Linked DNA regions of Mus musculus: regions 1, 3 and 4 are each linked to region 2. A link is a contact called in public HiChIP or PLAC-seq and promoter capture Hi-C data. All regions are on one chromosome and are shown on one strand. Each heading gives the region's core, a stretch centred on a gene start, on an enhancer-like site or on the middle of the called end of the contact. The rest is flanking DNA. Distances are from core to core; before and after follow the strand shown.

Region 1 (5,227 bases), core at 1,821-4,320, 370 kb after region 2:
TAAGTCATGGTTATAGCGGATTCAGAGTCAACCCCAAAGCTAGAGACATTTTACAGAGTAACTGGCACGGAATCATCAGAAATGTGAGCGGGTAGGAAAGAAACTGGGGGATGGCTCAGTTGGCAAAGCACTTTCTGTACCAGCCCGAGTATCTGAGTTCACACCCTCAGCACTCAAGTGAAAGCCAGATGTGGCCACATCTGCAGTCTTAGCACTGGAGAGACAGAAGTCTGCCTGGTCCCCATTCTAGCTGAACTGGGGAGCCTCAGGCCAATGAAAAACTAAGGTGGAAAGCAGTAAAGATACCTGGTGTTACTCCCTGCCTTCTTCATGGGCACACAGGCATCTGTGGCCACACACACACACACACACACACACACACACACACACACACACACACACGCATACGCATGCACGCACGTGCGCGCGCACACACGCACACATGCGCACACACACACCACATATACTAAGTAAAATAAATAAAGGTACAGGAAAAAAATGTCTTCGTGTGAGTGGTACTTTGTCAAATTCTCAACTCTCTTCATTTCGTTGCCATGGTGAGAGCGCCATCATTCCTCAGCATCCACAGGACTGCAGATCAGGACACCCCCAAGAAACCCAAACCCATGAATAGATGCTCAAGTCCCTTAAACAACAGGGCAGGTGTTTGCATACAACCTATGCCACCCTTAGAGTAGACCAGGGTAAGCACTCTCTCAAGTACTGTCTGAGCTGAATGCCCTGGGCGCTGAGTAATGGCCATGTTCAGTGACTAGCAAGAAGATATGTGTGCGTCAGTGCAAATGCCAGGTTGTTCCCAAAGCCTTTTGTCTCCCAGTGGTTGAATTCACAAATTCAACAGAACCCATAGAAACGAAGACCAACTGTGTTTACATGAAAAGCAGTTATAGCCAAGCTCATTTGTTCTTTTGTTTTCTCCCCATCCACCCACCTCATTCACCCTGTGAGCACACGATTGCGCATTCCTCATCCTGTTCCAGGGGCGTTTATTAAACTTTTAAAGACAGTGGTTTAATAAGTTGCTTCTGTAACTTGAACATGCAGTAAATACACAAGGAACATTTTGGGATTTTTTTTTAAGCTAACAGGAGCAAACTCACTTGGTGTTTTGAGCTGTCCTGTAGGTCGGAATCATTTTGATTGTTGCTGGGTAAGTGGTGACCTTGATTTGAGGACAGTGTCTGTCTTCATTCATCATTCTCTTCTTGACACAGCTTTGGGAAAAGCCAGCCTCAAAGCACAATCTAAGACTCCAATCTCAAGCTGGGTATAACTGCTCATCTTTAATCCCAGCGCTTGGGAGGCGCAGGCGGATCTGTGAGTTCAAGGCCAGCCTTGAGCGAGCCAAGGTCTACAGAGTGAGTTCCAAGACAGCCAGAGCTACATAGTTAGATCCTGTCTCAAAACAAACAAACAAACAAACAAACAAACAAGCAAAAAATCCCCAAATAAAAAGAGATATCAAATCTCGAGTACACTTTAATTTTAATTATACAAATGCTGCATGAATGAATAAATTATATTTTTATTTATTTATTTATTTTTATTTATTTATTATTTTTTTTTTTTTTGGTTTTTCGAGACAGGGTTTCTCTGTAGAGCCCTGGCTGTCCTGGAGCTCACTTTGTAGACCAGGCTGGCCTCGAACTCAGAAATCTGCCTGCCTCTGCCTCCCGAGTGCTGGGATTAAAGGCGTGCGCCACCAAGCCCGGCAAATTATATTTTTAAAAGATTTTATTTTATTTGTGTGTGTGTGTGTGTGTGTGTGTGTGTGTGTGTGTGTGTGTGTGTGCATGAGTATGTCACATGAGCACAATGCCCTCAGAAACCAGAAGACAATGTCAGCTCCCCTGAACCTGGAGTTATATGTGGTTGGGAGTTGCCCAAGTGGATGCTGGGAACAGAACCTTGATCATCTGGAAGGGCAGCAAGCCCTCTTACCCACCGTACTGTTTAATGCAGGTGGAGCTCAGTCAACTCAGTGCTTGCCCTGAGTGGATGAAGTTCTGAGCTCCCCCCCCCCCACCTGGCAACACCCACATGGGCAGTGGTAGGTAGCCTGGATCGGAAGCCACATTGATGGCGGAGCTCCGCTGGCTTTGGTGAGCAGGGTCGCTGTGCTCTCCTGGGAACGCCCTCTCTCATATCCTTCCTCTGAGCTCTTCCCAGTTGTGAGAACTTTCATTCCCCTTCCAAAACTCATTCATGACAAAAAGCAGTCAGGGCTAGGGAGGGCAGCCCAGAGGCGGAGGACTTGCCTTGAAAGTGTAAGACACTCGGTTTCATTTCCAAAATTTAAAAAACAAAAGCAAGCAAGCAAGCAAACAAACAAGAAACAAGAAACAACTTCACTGAGCCACCCTGCTCTCCACCGAGTGAAGTTCTGGTTTGTAATCCTAGACCCGTGTTGCAGCAAAAGAGTAGCCTGAGATGTCGCTTTGTCGGTCAACAGAGACCTTGTGCTCTTTAAATAGCTGTGAATGCAAAAGAGAGGGAACAGAGGCAGAATTTCTTAGATCTAAATATGAGAAAGACCGTGGGTGAAGGGGTGGTGGCTGGAAGGTGGTCCTTTCATCGGTAGCTGTATGCAGAGGAGGTCTTTATCGAGAGGGCTTCACACCCAGAAGCCGTCAAAAACTGGACGGAGCTGGCAACTGAGGACACCCTTGTCCTGTGCGTGTTGGGACCTAGGACAGAGCTTCAGCAAGGGCTGACACTGTCAGCTTCCTGCCTTCTGTGGAAAGGCCTCTGAACACTTTCGTCTTTAAACAATTGGACCGCCTGTTGGTGGCGCTGTCTGGGAGGTTATAGAACCCTTAGGAGGCGGAGTCTTGCTGGGCGTGTGTCAGTGGGGGCGGGCTTTGAGTTTATCCCCTCCCCTCACTTTCAGTTCGCTCTGTTTTCTGTAGGAACCATCCTAAACAAAACAAGCAAGCAAGCGAGCGAGCGAGCAAGAAAACCCTCCTTCTTAAGTTGCTTTTGGTTATGGTGTTTTATTTTAGCAGCAAAAAAGCTGACTAGAACATTGCCCTTAGCAGATTGCTAAGTTCTTATGCTCGAAGACCTTAGTTCTGTATGCTCTAAAGGAGGTGGGGTGGGGGTGGGGGTGGGGAAGGACACATCACAAAGAACAAATAGAGCTCTCTGAAATATTATTTATTTAATAACAAATCAATAAATTCACATGACATTTTCTCAAGCACTTCTGCTCTTCAGTGGGAGTTGTCAGGAAGTTTGAGAGAGGTGCTACGGAGGCCACTCACGGTCACCTGGACAGGACAGAGATTCATGCTTTTCTTCTTCAGGTTCAAGTCTCCACCCTGGCTAGAACGCATCCTTGACTCACCCACAGTGTGAGGAGGAGGCACGACACACACACACGTTACTGTGCACATGTGATAGTTCACTGTGTTATTCATTTATATTTTGATGCTAAGAAGGGCGCCAGGAGGGGGACATATTTCCAGGCCTTCTTTAATCACAAGTCCCCTACCAATGTCTAGAATTGGGGTTAGATTTGGATTGTGTGGGACTCTAAGAGCTCCCAGAATCAACAGCAGGAAGATGTGAGTGAGAAGGAAGTCAAAACGTCCTGTAGCCCAGGCTAGCCCCTATGTCTCTGTGTTCCAGGATGGCTGTGAACTCCTGATCCTCCTGCTTCCACAACCCAAGTGCTGGGTGAGAAGCCAAGGGATGCAGATCACACGGAGCTGGCAGCTTAAAACAAGCTCAGCTTTATTGGCAAGCTTTCAGGCGAGGTTCACCCTTCCCAGGGCTGGGGGTAGAGAAGAGCTCGGGACCCAAGCTGCTTGCTAGGTTCTTATAGTCCCAGGCAAATCAGGCGAAGAACTGGTTTTTCTCCATATACAGTACTGGTTTGAGCACATGGAATTCTTTCAGGAAGGGGGCTGGTACCACCAGGACTTGGTGCCATCTGGGTAAAGGGCTGTAGCAAGCAGGAGTTTGGGTCTTTCCGACCCTGGCCAGGCTGATCTTTGTCCCTGTCTCAGCCTAACAGTGGGATTCCAGGGCTCTCTACCTACCTGGCTAAGAGAAGGATTTTGACAGAGTTTCCCAGGATGCATGGAGGCACAGGACAGAGATGCTGTTTGGGAGCTGGGACATGAGGACAGCAGACACTTTGCTGAGAATCGTCAGTCACTGGCTGTGCAGGGAGGCTCTGGTGTCCCACCACAGAGACCCCTGGCCTGGGTTTGGCTCCAAGGCAGCAGAGATGCCACCTTGAAGATAAGTCTAGGATGGCAGACCTGACCAGATTCTAGCTGACGACCGAAGGGCCCCTCCCTGAATCTTCCAGATGGCCCAAGTTCCCTCAGGACATTTGCACAACCCTGAAAAAAGGAGGGCCTAAAAAACATGGCCAAGGTGGAATTTTCCAGAAGCCAGGGAGGTGGGGCTCACGACTGAGACGGAACATTTTCTGTCTGATGGTGAGGGAGCTCGGCACACACCCACTACATAAACACTAACTTTGAGCCGCAGAATGTCTCCATCCTGTTGCCTTGAATTTGATCTGTATGGGTGGATTCCGTTTAATAGTTCATAAGAGTCTCACACTGCATTTTGGCAGCAAAGAGAAGGCAGGTGTTGTCTTGTTTGCTGAAGCCTGGGGAGGTGGGGGGAGGGACGGAGAAACTTGATCCCTGCATGGGTCCAGGAGGCCTTGCTTGGGTGTCACAGGGCAGTGTTTTAGCCTGCTTTTCTACCTATAAAATAAAATACCGTGGCCAGGAATCTGAAGCCACTGTATGTATGGTTTCAGGAGTCTCCAAAAATCTGCTTGCTTTAATCCTCATTCCTCCGTCAGCCTTGTACCCTATGCACATAAGGATATCTGGTCAGTGTCCTTTCGAGCCTGTTTTCACCCTGTTTATATGGTTTCACCTGCTATGGGCGCTTCCTACTGCCAGCTAGGAAGTTACAGCTACTTCCTACTGTTACAGCTACGGTGGGCAAGGCAGTCTCAGATGGGGCCTCACCTGCTCTTGTGTGCGCAGGAAAACTGCCTGTGGTGGTTTGAATGAGAAGTGTTTCCCTATTCCTGCCATGGGCTCAATTGTTTGAACATTTGGTCCCGGTTGGCAGTGCTGTTGGGGGATGGGAGGTTATGAGGTGCAGCCTTGCTGGAGAAAGCGTGTCACCAGCTGGGGGCTTTGAGAGCTCAGAGCCTCATCCTATTTCCAGT
Region 2 (4,939 bases), core at 1,826-4,325:
AATTTGTAAGATGAGGTGACAAGAATGGAACTGTCCCCATATGGGAGGCACAGGGGCTACATTTCTTTCTTTCTTTCTTTCCTTTTTTTTTTTTTTCTTTTTTAAATTCCAGGTAGAGGGTTGGAGAGATGGCCCAGCGGTTAAAAGTACTGGCTTCTCTCCCAGAAGTCCTGAGTTCATTTCCCAGCAACCACATGGTGGCTCACAACCATCTGCAGTGGAATCCGATGCCCTCTTCCACCGACATACATGCAGATAGAGAGCACACACGTACATAAAATACATATATAAAGGAATCTTAAAATTCTAGGGAGTTTTAAAATCTTTCTCATTTTTGCATGCTATCTGTGAACTGAGGGATTCTTAAAAAATAATTTTTAATTAAGAGTACAAACTAGGGGCAGTAGAGTTGGCTTGGCAGCTAAGAGCACTTGTTCCTGCAGAGGGCCTAGGCTGGGTTCCCAGCACCCACATGGCAGTTTAGAATCATCCATCACTTTAGCCCCCTCTTTGGATACAAGGCACACACATGGTACACACCCACACATGCAGGGAAAACACTTGTCCACATATAATTTAAAAAAAAAATCTTTAAAAGTTTTAACTTTTTTTTTTAAAGAGAAAGTACCTAAATAGACATTAAAAGAAGACATGTTGGCTGGTAAGTTGTCTCAGTAGGTAGATAAAGGTGCTTGCCATACAGATCGTATATTGCAGGGTGGGCAATATGGGACTTGAGACATGATTGTGCAGAATCAAACATCCTTTAGACCTTGGACTTGATGTTCCTAGGTATTGTCAGGATGCTGTGGGCCCATTAATTGGCTCCTTCTCACCACAGAATGTACATAGGGGCTGGAGAGATGGTTCAGCAGTTCAGAGCACTGACTGCTCGCTCTTCCAGAGGTCCTGAGTTCAATTCCCAGCAACTACATGGTGGCTCACAATCATCTATAATGAGATCTGGCGCCCTCTCCTGGCATGTGGGTGTACACGCAGAAGAGCACTCATACATTAAATAAGAAATAAAGACTGGAGATGGAACTCAAAGGGCCAGGCCTGAAAGCATGGAGATCCTTAAAGACTAAGAATTTAGGCAAGAGGGGCTGGGGAGATGGCTCAGTGGTTTAGAGAACTTACTGTTCTCACGAAGTATTCAGAGGTTCTCAGAACCACACATGTTGGTTTACAATCATGTATAAATACAGTCCCAGGGTATCCAGTACCCTCTGTGGGCTCACACATACATGCAGGTAAAAAAAAAAAAAGTTAGGGAAGAGACACGGGGGCCTGAATGTGTTCCTTGAAAGCCATCAATCTTAACACAAATCCCTTTCAGACCCTCAGAAGCCTGTAATGCAAGCGTACTGTAGCTGCTCCTCAGTGCTCTGCACTGTTTCTTCCCAGATATGGAACCAACTACCTGGACTGATGGACGACGGCGGAAGGATGGATGGATTCTGGCAAGAACAAGGGGAGCCCTCTGATCCCACAGGATAAAGGCTAGAAGACCACAGCATCTCCTTACTACAACACCCGCCCCAGCCCCAAGGCATTCTTTCTGTAACCTTTTGCCTGAGGACTTTGGCCCATTGAGTCTTCAGAAGCAGAAATGGGCTAAAGAAGGGGGGGTTGGGGGAGAAAACTGAAATGTTCATTATCAGTAATGTATGTCATCCAGGTGAACTCTACAGCATTCGGCTTGAGAGATCCACTCACTTAAGTGAGCTTTACCCCATGTGAGTCTATGGAGCCCACTGTACAGGAACCGGGAGGAAGAACCTCAGAACAGGTAAAAGTGAGGCCTCTTTACGTATCAGGCACCCTCCTGAGACTCCAATAGCTTCAAGCAAATGAAGGGCGGTTCCCCTCCCCTTCCAACGCGGGACACGCGTCACTGATCACACACGTACTTTGCAACTCTCAAACTCCATATTCCAATAGCTAGGATTGCAGTCTCCGGTGCACCCTACTTACACTGTAGGGCCCATCCCCAGTTCTCTATGGGCTCTGCCTACTGCTCTTCCCGACAAGCTACTCTTTCCTGCACTCCTCAGCAATCGCGGCTACAGTCTTCCTCGTTGGACCTTTAACTCTCCGTGGAGAAATCACTTCTCCCACGGTAGCCTACAGAGCTACAGAGTTTGCCATTGTAAGACCTGGCACAGAGAATGGGCACAAAGGCCGAAATGCCCTCTCCCGACGCCACCTTTCCGCCCCTGCCCCCAGCTGGGCCCTAGGCATTGTTGCCACAGGTCTCCTTGAGATCCACAGGTGCTGTCGACTGCACGGGACAAAGTCTAGTCCGGACAAAAGACCGGAATGATAAGCATTCTCCAGGAGCGCAGAGGTGGTGAGGGCAAGAGGGGTAGGCACGAACAAAAAGCCTGGTGGGGATGGGGGGCGTGTCGGGGGTGGGGGGGCGGCTATGGACAACGGTTGGCCGGGAGGCAGGGATTGCGGTAGGAAGCAAAGCGCCCAGAGTAGGCTAAACATTAGCGTAGGAAGCTTCCTCGCACCCGCCTCGGTAGCTGCAACTAGAAGTTTCTAAGGAGAGGCGGGACAAAGTTCAGTTCACTAGTTCAGGACTCCAGTTGCCTTGGGAGCTTGGGGTAGACCCAGCTGTGGATCCGGAGCTTCCGAAGCTCCTGGATGCAGATCCTGGCTGGTGCACGCCGGTTGCGGGCACCGGCTCAGCTCTACTCGGTGCGGGGGGCGGGGGAGGCCGGGTGCAGCGGTTACCTGTGCAGTCGCCGCTGCCCAGCCCGAGCCCCAGGCCGCCCAGGATGTTCTCGGACTGGCCGTCGCAGTACATGAAGGCCGTGTCCAGCTCGCTGTGGCCGCGCTCCAGGAAGGCGCGGACCGAAGCGGCGCTAGCACTCGCATCCATGCGACGCCCCATCTCCATGGTGCCCAGCACCGTAGCGGGCCGGAGAGGGGCGCCAGAGGCGGCGCGGGGTGGCGGAGGCCGGGACATGGCGAGAGGACGCCCGACCGAAGTCCCGGAGCGCTGCGCGGAGCGAACAGCAGCGCGGCCCACGGCTCTGGACGCTGCACGCAGCATGGAGACTGCGCCTGCGCACTCGAAGCTTCAGGCTCCGCCCACGGCGGGGGGCGGGACTTCGCGGAGGTCAGCTGATCCCGGCGGGCTCGGATCCTGAAGCTGACACCGGCTGTGGATCTTGAACTGGTGAGGATGAAGGGGGCTGGCGGCTGTCCCGGGCTGGGGGGTCGGGACTCCAGACGCGCCCAGCTAAGTCTTTTCTACACCCTCCTCCAGCTCTGCACGGTCCCCGGCGCTGGTCCCCTCCTGGGGAGCGGGATCGTGGGTCTCTGCCCAACCTGGCCAGGGATCCGGGACGGCCCCACTTCTTACCTGCAGGTCCTTGCCTTCCGGCCTCTCGGCTTCCCTGGACTGGGCGGCCTTGTTTTCCCTGCTCTGGGTGGGGGCCTCGCGGCGCTTGCCCCAGCCGCTGCCCTATCATTATCCCTCCGAACCCGCAGAGTCACCGGAAGGAGTTAGAGCCTTGGTTTGGAGGCCAGGAATGGGTAGGATCCCGGAGCCATTGCGCTCCCCTGACACATTCTCCGTAGCTCTGCAGGTAGGGAACCCAGAATGTCCCATTCCTCGCCAAGCTCACCGCAGGATTCCACAGAGGGCTGGTTAGAAATGTGAGGTAAAGGCAGGCGGATATCTGAGTTCGAGGCTACCCTGGTCTACAGAGCTAATTTCAAGGCAGCCAGGGGCTACACAGAGAAACCCTGTCTCAAACTGCTCCCGTTCCCACCTGCCCAAAAAAGAAAGAAAGAAGTGTGTAGTTTCAGGTTCACTTCGTGTGTACTCCATGCTACAATGTGGTCCAGGGGGCTACAGCAAGAACAGAATATTACTGTTGACTGTGCCAGATAGGCTTTGGTGGGAAGCACCTTCCTGGCTTTGCTTGGAATTGGGGAAGAGCTGGATGTGGCAGGAGATACTGTCTCCTGGCCAGCCTTTACGGACATGAGCCGCGAAAGCCAATCCCCTAGTGGGGAATGTATGTAGCTCAGTGGTAGAGCACTTGACTAGCGTGGGATATGGAGGTTTGGCCTGGGTTTTATTGTAGTCTGCATGCAGTTTAGGAGGTAAGTAAGTGCCTTTTAGGATTTCCTTCATTGTATACATCAGAATGCTGAAACTCCAACACTTGCCCAGAGCGACATCTCAGCCCTGGGCCCGCTCAATTTACAAGTTTCCTTGCATACGCTTCCCGCTCCCGCCTCCCCTCTTTTTTCTTGTTCTGTTTCTTTCCTCCTTTTTTTTTTTTCTCTTCATCATGCTTCCTTCCCTCTCCCTCTCCCTCTCCTTTACATTTTCCGAGCCTTTTGTTGTACAGCTGGTGCATCCAGACCCACGAGACTGGGAAGGATACAGACAGGGGAGAGGGGAGAGAGACTTGCTTGAAGAACACTGGTTAACAGGGACAGTGTTGCCTCTTCTCCAGGATTGTGTTCCAGGGGACTGGAGGCGGTGGCGGCAATGTCCCTTGGATAGGCAAGTTAGAAATGGGTCAGGGTATCTCTACTAGGCATTTGTGATAGAGAAGGATTCCCTAGAGGAAGAGAGAGGCTGTGCAGGTGCCTGGGACTCTGAGGACCTGGGGCAGGAGATGAGGTTAGGAGGGTCATTCTTGGGGTCCTTAGGACCTTGCCTCTGTGATTTTGAACTTGATCCAGTATCAGAATGGAACCTGCATCTGCTTTGGTGGGGAGCACCTGCCTGGCTTTCCTTGGAGTTGGAGGGGAAATGGGCGTTGTAGGAGATTGTCTCCCCGACCAGCCTTTAAGGACATGCACCATGAGAGTCAGAATCCTTCATACTAGTGGGGGATACAACTCAGCATTAGACCATTTAACTAGCATCTATGAGGTCCTAGACCCAAGCTTTGGTATCAGGAGT
Region 3 (5,052 bases), core at 1,737-4,236, 260 kb before region 2:
GTGTGTTGTGTGTGCATTCATGCCACAAACAAATGTGTGGAGGTCAGAGAATGAGTTGTAGGAGCAGACTCTCCCCGTCTACCGTGTGGGTCCGGGGAATAGAACTGTGGTCCTTAGGCTTGGCGGCAAGCACCTTTACCTGCTGAGCCATCTTGCAGGCCCTCGTTGTATTTTGTATTAATTACCCAAGGAGCTTTTTCTAAAGTATCATCAAGAAAGCCTGGGGCTTCAAGGAACACAGCTGCTGTCCAAACCACCTTGCTTTACAGGTGGGGAAACCGAGGCCCGAGCAATGCAGAATGCTGGCTTTGGAAAAATCCAAAGCTTTGAAGAAACTTCAGAGAAGGAAGGAAGGTGTCCAGGAACCTCCCAGAAAGGCGGGAAAGAGAGATGCCCGCACCCCACCTGTCTCAGCAGGGCCGGCTCATTCCAGGACAGTGCCAGAAGCTGACATCACAACCCACACCCTGGGTGCAACCTGAACGGCTCATTGCTCAATGACAATCCATCCCTCTCAAAGCCCAGGCTCAGACTTTCTATCACCTTAGTAGCCAGGGCCAAAAAGCACACACACAATTAAACAAACGCGGCGCAAGCCTGGGTCATGACTACACAGTCAAGGTGGCAGATAGGAGGGCCAGCCCAACCCTCCTCCTCCTTGAGTTTCACCATCCAAAGCAAGTGTCTCTTTCCCTAGTCCGCCCTGACGGGGATGACCACCAAGGGCAGAGGGTGGCCTCCCTAGGAATGGCACGGGACATTCCCAAAGCCAGGGGAAAAAAAATAAAATAAAAGCATTCCCCCAGCAATCCAGGCCCTGCAGGAGCGCTGGGGGCTCCAGGCATCGCTACTCCCTGCTTTCACAGGTAAGAACGTCTACTTGATGACGTCCAACACGGGCTTCATCCCACTCTCCCTGGAGCACTGGCTGCTGCTTCTTACAGTCCAGATTTCCCTGAGGAGCAAAAAGGTTTCCAAGTGGCTAACAATCTCCCCTGCCGGTGATGGGAGCTAGCACCTGACTTCTTCCCGGGGCAGTGGTCTTCAGTAGAGGGTAAGAGCGAAGGCCCAGGCACAGCTTCCAGGGAGAGTTTAGGATTGAAAGGAATGGCCCCACTCCCTCATAAGTAAAGACAACAAAACCAGAATTACACTCAGCTGAGATTGGAGCCTGAGCCTAGAGGGGCCCCTCCCCCACACAGACCTGAGACCTACGCACAGACCCTTCCCCTCCTCGAGTCAGAAAGCTGAGTAGACACTACTGTCAAGCAGGCTGCGGGCAGAAAGCATGTCAGTATTGCAGCCAGGAAATCTGAACTGCAAGGAATACACTGGCCATCTTGCAGGCAGTCGGCTCCTGACCTCCAGCGGGACCCCATGATCTGGGTCCACTCATTATTCTAACCCGTGAGTATCTCTTCCCTGGGGGGGGGGGTGATTCCTTAGGCTGAATTCATGGGACCTAGCCAATAAACCATGAGATTTGGGAGAGTATGAAGAAGATGATGAATTTCTGAAAGGCCAGTGTCTGGTTTTGATTCTGCAAGCCAGAGATCTTGGCCTTAAAGACCTGGAACAAGATAGGCGACCCCGGGGCCCTAGGGACAGAGCCATCCATCTTCACACGTGAGCTCATTAAATTCAAGGACAAAAAAAAAATGACAATGAGCTAGTTGAGACTGTTTTCTTTACACCTGCTATGGGAAAGGGAATCTACCACCAACATCTCGGGGAATACCTAGGCTAGGAGACACACCAGCCATGACTTCCATCAAAGGATCAAGTCTTGACTTTCACCGCGGATTAGCCAAGCTGCCTTGAGCAAGACACTTGGTACCTCTTCACCTCAGTTTCCTCATCTGCAGTATGGGGACAAGGCTGCCTCACACCGCACTGTCATGTGGACAGAATGAGATCACCACAAATCCGCTGGTTATTACGTCCCTGGGAAACAATGTGCCTGGCCCCAGGGGTCGGCGCCCAGGTATCCCGCGCTCCCTGCGCTCGTTCGCGGATTTAGATGACCTAGTCCTCCCGCAGTTCGCAGCCCATATGCCAGGCCCTGCTGCCGGTTCTGAGAGCGGCGGAGGAGGGGCGCGTCCACTCACCTCCGTTTGTACTCGTCACGCTCGCGCTTCACCTTGGCCAGCACGTTGTAGAGAGCGCGGATCTCTGGCGTGATGGTGTCGATCTGCACGCCTACGCCGTCCGGGTGTACCCACGACACGCCGGGGCCCTGCACAGTCTCCACGCCACCGCCTCCCGTGCGCCGCACCTGCGTGTAGCTCCAGATGGTCCCGGGCAGGCGACCGTAGTGCTGCGGGTGCGAGCCGCCGCCGGGGGGCAGGCCGCCCAGGGCCACCGCGTTGGCGTTGACGCCGGTGGCCGCGCCGAGGGCCTGCCCGCTTCCCGCAGCCGACGGCCGCAGCAGCTCGGGCCCGGTCTGCACGGCCTGCTCGCGGGAGAAGGTCTTGTAGCGCAGCCGCCGATCGCGCTCGCTCTGCTGCTGCTCCAGCTGTTTCTCCAGGAGCCGGTTGCGCCGCTCCAGCTCGTGCACCTTGGCCAAGAAGCAGCGGAAACGCACGTTGAGCCCCTTGAGGAGGTGGATGTTGGAACCCAGATCGTCCCGCAGCGCCGCCGTTACGGGCGAGGGCCCCGGCCCGGCCCCGCCACCCCCGCCGCCGCCTGCGCAGCCGCCGCCCCCCGGCGGGCAGCCGAAGGCCAAGGCCATCTCTCCGAACAGCAGCGAGTTAACCATGCGCCGGCTGCGTGGCTCAGGGCCCCGGGCCCGTGGCTCCAGATGCGGCTCCAGCTCGGGGCCGGGCTCCCGGCGCGGCCGGGCCAGGGCGGGCGCGGGCTCCAGAGCGGCCGGGGTGGTGTTAGGTGCCAGATGCGGCTCCGCTGCGTCGGGAGAGATGGTGGGACGAGCTGGAGGTCGCGGTGGCTGCGTGGGGCTGGTGAGGGGTCCGGTGCCTGCGCCGCGACTGTCAGAGCTGCTGTGGACCGGCCGCAGCAGCGGCTCGCAGAGGACTCTCAGCCGGCGCTGCCCCCTCTGCGGCGAGCCCCGCCCTCTGCAGGCACAGACCACGCCTCCAGGGCCCGCCCTCTGCAGACACAGACCACACCCCCTGCCTAGCTGCTCTCTGCCCTTCCCGGCCCGCCCTCTATAGGCGAAGGCCTTCCTCCCTAGCCTGGACCGCCCTCTGCGGACATAGGCCACGCCCCTCAACCCATTGCAGCGATTTCACCCGCTGAGACTCGGCTCCTAGGTCTCCAGCCCCGGCCACGCCTATCGGCCCTTGGGCTCCGCCCACCCACAAGCTGCGCCACTCGTCTGCGAGGAGCCTTTCGACTACAGCTCAAGCTCCGCCCAGCAACGGCCCAGAAAACCCTCGCCTGCGTGCGGCGCTGCAGGCCTAGCGGGGTTCAGATAATCTAACGCAGTCTGAATGCGAAACTGTACCCGGGAACGCGGCAGAGCCGGGCACCGCAGCCTCTTGAAAAGGTGGACAGCCTGTGGAGACCTCCACTACCAAGTGTGCCAGGCGGGCTTGACTACCTGCTTGCCCTTCCTCCGTGTCCCAAATTTCCCTGCCCCAGATTCTCAGGCATGCGGGTGACTGTGGCCTGCAAAGGTCTGGCAACCATAGTGTGCGAAGATGCATGAAAACCAGCTCCCCTACTCCAGCCTCCGGAGGCCTTGGTCGCCTTCCTGTCCCCTACCAGGCAGGATCAGGGCTTCTCGCAGCCTTTGAGCCTGCTAGTCCACGGCAAACCCAGAAGCGGGGATGTGAGACAAGCTGGGGAAGAGAAAGCAATGAGCCTCCCAACATGCTTGTCCTCACAACCCTGACTAACCATCTCCTGTCACCTATCACCACATTGTCACAGTCGGCGCTGTAGCTGAGCCCTGAGAGCAGAGGGTCTGTCTATCCATCAATTCTCCCGAATGCCTTGCTGCAATATGGAGTACCACCTATTTGGAGGACACTTATTTGGACCCATCCATCTTCCGTCCTTTCAGCCATCTATCCTTCACACCTACCACCCTAAAAACCAGTATTCCCTGCGATCTCCAAGTGTCTCCTGTACCCACTGCAAGCATTAGCTCACAGCAGGCACCTATTTAAGTATTATCCTCATTTTACAGAGAAGGTCGCTGAGACCTGAGCTTTACCACCACCTCAAAACACACTCTACCCAGCCTTCCGAGCTGCTGGCCTTTGGTCCTCACCACAAACTTCCTAAGGGAAGGACCCCACCTTGAATGCCTGTGGCTTACACCGTCAGCTCTTAACCAGATATGTGGTATGTTTTAGATTCTTCCGGCCACATCTTTTTTTCCCCTCTCACCGCCATTGTCTTGTTACTAGCTTATGTGTCCGTCTTGTCTGCTTGTGCGTAAGCTTGCAGGCAGGTACCCTGTCTCACAGGACAAAGCCTTGGTGCTCTTTGTGACAGACGAGAAAGAGTGTGGTGCTCTGGGGTGGTGCTGTGTTGTGAGGTTACTGCTGTGTTTCAGGTTTGGTCTTGTTGCCTTCCCTCGCTCCCTGCCAAATGGACTTAGCTCTGCGCTCCGGCATTCCCTTCTGGTGATCTTTCTCCCCGGAACCCAAGCCTACCTGGTCACTCTCTTAACTTTTAGATCACGGAGTCTTTGATGCTGTCATTATCCACCCTAAAGAACCAAGAACCCTTTGCCTTAAAGTTGTGGCTCTTGGGATCCTGCCTGGACTGAGAATAGAATTCTGAGAGGGCTGAGACACTGGGGTAGACCCACTTTCCACCCTTATGGTCGCTGGTCTTTGAATGCTCATCAATATGTCCTTTGATTCTGAAAGAAGTCTTTGCGATTCTGTCACCCCTAGATATTCCCATATCACGAGAGTTGCTGTAACTCTCCTGAGACCTAAGCTATCAACATTCAGAAAGTCATATAGGGCTTACTGCTATATCTGTTTGCTTGATGTTAGTGTTTGGAATGGAACTCAGGATATCTCAATTGCTAAGCAAGTCCCCTACTACTTAAGCCGTACTCTCAGCCCTTAGTCT
Region 4 (5,349 bases), core at 1,038-3,537, 310 kb after region 2:
CCCAAAGCTCACTGACTTGGCCAGGCTGGCTGGCCAATGAGCTCCAAGGCTCTGCCTGTCTCCATGTCCCCAGTGTCAGAGTTATAGAGGATTACAGCTGTGCTTGGCTTCCCTGGGTGCTGAGGATCTGAACACAGAGCCTCACACTTATACAGTGAGCACTTGGCTGAGTGAGCTCTCTCTCCAGCCCTGGAGACACTGTTGGTTGTCACATGAGATATGCTATTGACATATAACATATGGCGGTCAGGGAGGCTGCCTGAAATCCCGCAGCAGGCAGGACACCCTTCCACAGAGGATCCGCTGCCCCAGACTTCCACAGAGCCAGCTGTGAGAGCTGCCAGCACAGGGTGGTTTACATGTGCTGCATGGCTGGTTTTCACAGTTGTGTGGGCAAATAGATTGTGGGTTGCTATAGCATAAAGGAAATGATTGGCAGCCCACCCTGTTGCCAATATGGGATTGCTTTGTAACTATCATCCCCAGAATGTCAATATAGGTCAGTCTTCCAGGAAGTTCTGAGAAATGTGGCCTTCCATGGTGACTTCCTGGGAGGATTGCATGGGTGCTCATCCTGCCCAACACAGGGGGCAATTTAGTCTCCCTGCTGGGCAACTGCAGCCAGCCTCTGGAGGAGAAGGATGCTCAAAGTGTCTGCCCAGCTCTGATTGGGTGAGTTTTCTGAAGAAAGACCATCTGCCTATCATTCCTCTATTCCCTCTTTCTTCCTATTCACCATCCATCCATCCATCCATCCATCCATCCATCCACCCACCCACCCATCCACCCACCCACCCACCCATCCATCCATCCATCCATCCATCCATCCATCCATCCATCCATCCATCCATCCATCCACCCATCCACCCATCCATCCATCCACCTTAGTAAGGGTGCTTAGTAAGTGGTGGGTTTTCTTAATACAAACACAAAAGCAGTGCTGGTTGAGACACTACATTCAAAGATGCCCCTAAGAGAGAAGGAAGCCATTTGAAACCCACGCACTGATCCTGTCAGAGCCTGTGCCAAGGTTGCCCATAGTGTGGTGGTGTATGTTGGTGCCCCCATGTGCTCATGGTGGTTTGAAGTTTGCTGATGAAATGAGGAGTAGTCACATGGCTTTCTGGTGAGAAAGGAAACTGAGGCAGATGGAGGAGCAAGGCCAAGTCAGGCCCGTCTACCCAGTGGAGAGGCAACGGGAGAAAGCGGTGGCCTAAGAGGCTGGAGACCTGGTGTTGGTTGTGAGCCAACTTTTCACTGTCCTTCTCCTAGAAGGCTCCCTTCCCTTTCTTGACTTTGGTCTCTCCTGGTGACATGAGATCATCCAAATTGACCTGAGACCTCCTGAGACTCAGGTCTGCAAACTGAGGCATGTGTCTGAAGTGCTTTACTGGGGGCAGGGGAGTCAGGTGGCCACATGAGCCCCTAGGTCCAAGCTTGGTACAGAGTGCGTGCTCAACACACAATGTCTTTCTAGTCACTGGGATTATACTATCAGCTCTGGGTTAAATATGCACATCAAAAGCAAGTTGGAAACTTAGTCCTAATGCCTGTTCGTTAAGTGGTGGGACCTTTAAGAGTAGATTAAGTCTGGAGAGATGAAGGCTGACACAGCCAGAGTGGGTCCCAGCCCCATTCTGCTTTCTTTCTCTCTTTCCTGCCCTCCCTCACTCTTACATTTTCTGCCTCCGGACACTTTGACATGAAGGCTCTTGCCAGGTGCAGGTCCCTTGATATTGGACCCGGCCTTTCAGAACTTGAAGAAGTTGATCTTTGTTCTCTGCGAGTTACCTGGTCTCCGGCTTTCTGGCATAGCACACACAACACAGTTTAAGAGGACACCGAGCTGGAAAGTTCACTCACTGGGTAAAATGTTTGCTGTGCAAGCATGACAGCCTAAGTTCGGATCCCCTGAACTCAAGTAAAGTTGGACACTAAGGAGAAACGGGACGGGGAGACAGGAGAATCTCTGCAAGCTGGTGGGCTGGCTAGCCTGGTGAGTGACACAGGAAATAACAAAGGCTCCCTGTCCCAAACAAGATGAAAGGTGAAGACCGACACCTGAGGTTGTCAGCCGACCTTCACATGTGCACACAATATATACATGCCCTGTAGCATGCTCCTCCCACAACTGAAAATATAAATAAAGGACTAAAAGTATCCTCTGGACCAGAGCCTACAGTAGTCTTCCGGGATCAAAGACCGTTATTGATGACCTTGTGAGCCTGCTGGGGCCAAGACTCCAAATTTCCAGCAAAGCTCTGGAATGGAGATGCAGGAAGGATCCCGCCAGAGCCTCCAGAGGGAGCACCATCCTGCTGGCTGCATTTCAGACTCTGGGTTTCACAGAGGACACAGCGAAGTCAGGTGGCTAACAGGAGCCCCAGGAAACTAACGCGGGCAGAATGGGGCCCTGCCACTCACAGAGTAACTTTGGCAGATGGCATGGTTAGCCTTATCTCTGAGATGCCTTCCTCCATTACAAAATCAGCAGGTCTCTCCTGAACTCATTCAACAGGACTTCGCTAAGTGCCTGCCTGGTCCTAAGCTTGACCTACTGGAAGCTTCCCAGGGGTGGAAAAGGAAGACCAACCCTAAATGTGAGCAGTCACATCTCAAGGACTGGGGAGCAAGCCTGAATAAAGGGAGAGAGGAGAGAGTGAGCCAGCTAGTGCTTGAGTGAACACCCACCTTTCCTTGCTTCCTGACCGCCAGTGTCACGTGACCTTGCCTCATGCTCCTCCCACTACAACCAGAAAAGCTTTCTGTCCCCATGCTGTCCCCTCTAGGATAGATCTCACCCAGAAACTATGAGCCACAATTGTTACATCTCAAACCCAGGACAAATGGCCAAGGTGCCTATTTAGCATCTCAAAGCAGACCTGGCTGCCAGGTTCTCCCTGCATCTCTCAGCCCTTACCTCTTATGGGCATGGCTGGCACTGCCCATCTTCTACCCTAAACTTTTCCAGCCCAGGGTGGGCTGCCCTTCCCCCAGCCTCCCTTCCCTGTATAATTCAGCCATTTTGGCTATCTGGACCTTTTGTCTGCTCTGTACTCTCCTGGCTCTCCCCTCCCCTCCCCCACCTTCTCATGTGGCCCAGCTCAGGGTTGTGTTCACTCTGGACTCTCTCAGATGTCCCTGCCTCTGACTCTGCTCTCCCTCAGACCTACAATGAACCTCCTCCACCATGCTTGGAGCAGTCAGGCTCCTTCCTTTTGATTTCTTTTATTATTATTATTATTATTATTATTATTATTATTATTAAAAAATAAACCCTTTCTTTCTTAAGCTGGTAGATTCTTAAAGACTTTATTTTTTAATGCGATAATGTGGGTAGGTGTTTTGCCTGCATGAGTGTCTGTGTACCACGTGTGGTATAGAGTATCGGATTACCTGAGACTGCAGTTATAAATATGGGTGCTAAGAATTGAACCCAGGACCTCTGGAAGAGCAGCCAGTGCCCTTAACCTCTGAGCCATCTCTCCAGCCCTGATAGTCTATTTTTAAGTTAAAATAAACAGACAAACAAAATCAGGGGAAACCAGTCCTCTATTACCATCAATTATGCAGCTGAGTTTCCCACATCACTCTTACTTACTGCAGTGGATGGGCCTCTGCCCCGGAAAAGCACCTTCCTGCAGTGTCTGTCCGCCAGGACAGTGTCCTTGGTCACAGCGATGAGAAAGGCGATCAGTGCAAGAAACATGTGGTGGCAAGGAGGGCCACAGCTGTCCCTGCCAGTGTGGCGTCAGGGTGGATTGTAGGCCCGTGGAAGAGTCTGAGCTGCAGGCTAGAGGATTCTAGAAGCCTGTACCCAGAGCTTAATGGGCTGTTCTGGAGAGCCACCCATAAAAGGCTCCAACTTGTGAAAAATGCAAATGTATTTGGAAAAAAAGAACTGTAAGCTATGACGCTTTCTCTGTGTGAACTCAACTTCCCAGGAAGTGCTTTCCCCAGATCAGGCACTAAGGGGCACAGGGCCAGCTACAGCTGTTTAGCAGTTATGCTGGCTGGTTTTATGTCAACTTGACACCAGTTAAAGTCATCTAAGGGGAGGGATCCTCAATTAAGAAAATGCCTGTATAATATCCATCCAGCTGTAAGGCGTTTTAATTAGTGATTTATGGGGGAGGCTCATCCATGGGCTGGTAGTCCTGGGTTCTACAAGAAAGCAGACTGAGCAAGCCATGAGGAGCAAGCCAGTAAGCAGCATCCCTCCGTGGCCTCAGCATCAGCTCCTGCTTCCAGGTTTCTGCCCTGTTTGAGTTCCCATCCTGACTTCCCTCAGTGATGAATTAGGGTGTGGAAGCGTAAGCCGAATTAACCCTTTCCTCCCCAACTTGCTCTTTGGTCACGGTGTTTCACCACAGCAATAGAAACCCTAACGGGGACAGCAGGTGTGCACAATGCATGACTTACAAGGTCATAGAAGCTTGCACCAAAGTTGAGGACTCTGGGCAATATGTGGCAGAGTTAGAGACCCTGCAAGGAGGGAGGCCTCAAGAGACCGTTGGACGAAGCTGTGAAGGTGAGGCATGAAATCCAATGGCGATCCCAAGAGGGCGGAGAAACCAAGACCACGGGAAGCGTGCCTCAGAAAATTACAAACACCTATTGAAGTGTGCAGGCAGCAGAACTGGGGAGTGGGGCTGCTGGAGCCTGCTGGAGCTCGGAGCCCAGCATGTGCGGAGGGACCACCTAGAGCTCGGATGTCAGATTCAGGGTTGCAGGAAATGTTCTCTGTTCCTTCTCTGCCTCCATCCCTTCCTCTTGGATTGGGCTGCCTACTCTGTGCCTTCGGATGTCGGGAATAAACAACTTACACTTTTGGTTTTACAGGGACTTATAGTTAAAAGGTCACCGTGAGTCTCAGAAAAGGCTTTGGGCTTTTGGACAGCATTAGGACTGTTAAGATGAACTAATACACATTGCGTTAGGAGGTGGCTGCAGGCACTGAAGTCGACGCAGGTAGAATGTACCACTAAAAATTATGTGTCAGGGTATCACGTTGAACGGGGGCGTGGTGGGTGGGAGGTGTAATGACTCACCCTCAGTGACTCAGGGCATGGCTGTGTGTTCCCAGACAGGTTACATGAGGAAGGAAAACTCACCCTACGTGGGCAGCAGCACATGGATTGAGGTCATAAAAAGGAGAGCACCGACAGGCAACCAGCCTTCATCTGTCTGCCTCCTGACTGTGGATGCAGTGTGACTGGCTTCCCCTGCCCCCTCCACGCCTTCTCCACTGAGATAAGCTATGCCCTCAAATTGTGAGCTAAAATAAACCCTCCATCTTTGCGGCATTTTGTTCGGCACACCAACACACCCGGCAAGTGAGGGCTGAAT

Evidence for each region. Promoter capture Hi-C pulls out the DNA fragments that hold promoters and counts their contacts. HiChIP or PLAC-seq counts read pairs in DNA pulled down with a chosen protein or histone mark.
Region 1: an H3K4me3 HiChIP or PLAC-seq map of bone marrow-derived macrophages shows a contact between it and region 2, with 4 times the contacts expected there. The contact joins the enhancer-like site here to the promoter of Akr7a5 in region 2. A contact is called at or near these places in 8 of 39 promoter capture datasets (the 3T3-L1 cell line, the C10 cell line, cranial neural crest and 4 more) and 7 of 115 datasets of contacts at active chromatin or transcription factors (bone marrow-derived macrophages, craniofacial prominence, embryonic basal ganglia and 2 more).
Region 3: an H3K4me3 HiChIP or PLAC-seq map of embryonic stem cells shows a contact between it and region 2, with 18 read pairs. The contact joins the promoter of Iffo2 here to the promoter of Akr7a5 in region 2. A contact is called at or near these places in 2 of 484 Hi-C or Micro-C datasets (CD4 T cells and embryonic stem cells), 3 of 115 datasets of contacts at active chromatin or transcription factors (embryonic stem cells and pancreatic cancer cells) and 1 of 9 other capture datasets (adipose tissue).
Region 4: a contact with region 2 is called in a promoter capture Hi-C map of liver, with 1.7 times the contacts expected there. The contact joins the enhancer-like site here to the promoter of Akr7a5 in region 2. A contact is called at or near these places in 5 of 39 promoter capture datasets (the 3T3-L1 cell line, hippocampal neurons, liver and 1 more), 4 of 115 datasets of contacts at active chromatin or transcription factors (embryonic stem cells and neural tube) and 1 of 9 other capture datasets (liver).

What each region holds. Positions count from the first base shown.
Region 1 is chr4:138,941,499-138,946,725 of GRCm38.p6, reverse strand. No RefSeq gene overlaps it. Among named protein-coding and RNA genes, the nearest start is that of Gm33011, 5.5 kb to the right of the region's middle. Within about 2 kb of position 3,070, at least 99 of the 459 cell types and tissues checked have an H3K27ac peak or open chromatin away from gene starts, as enhancers often do. A contact at or near this core is called in bone marrow-derived macrophages and pre-B cells, where this site is marked.
Region 2 is chr4:139,308,880-139,313,818 of GRCm38.p6, reverse strand. Akr7a5 (aldo-keto reductase family 7, member A5 (aflatoxin aldehyde reductase)) reads right to left here and starts at 3,075. Exons shown (of 7, transcript NM_025337.3): 1 at 2,743-3,075. The coding sequence starts at 3,064. Slc66a1 (solute carrier family 66 member 1) reads left to right here and starts at 3,111. Exons shown (of 9, transcript NM_145384.3): 1 at 3,111-3,190.
Region 3 is chr4:139,572,654-139,577,705 of GRCm38.p6, reverse strand. Iffo2 (intermediate filament family orphan 2) reads right to left here and starts at 2,986. Exons shown (of 9, transcript NM_001205173.1): 1 at 2,109-2,986. The coding sequence starts at 2,758.
Region 4 is chr4:138,998,604-139,003,952 of GRCm38.p6, reverse strand. The region is part of intron 7 of Tmco4 (transmembrane and coiled-coil domains 4); the gene reads right to left. Among named protein-coding and RNA genes, the nearest start is that of Gm33214, 18 kb to the left of the region's middle. Within about 2 kb of position 2,287, at least 12 of the 459 cell types and tissues checked have an H3K27ac peak or open chromatin away from gene starts, as enhancers often do. A contact at or near this core is called in embryonic stem cells and liver, where this site is marked.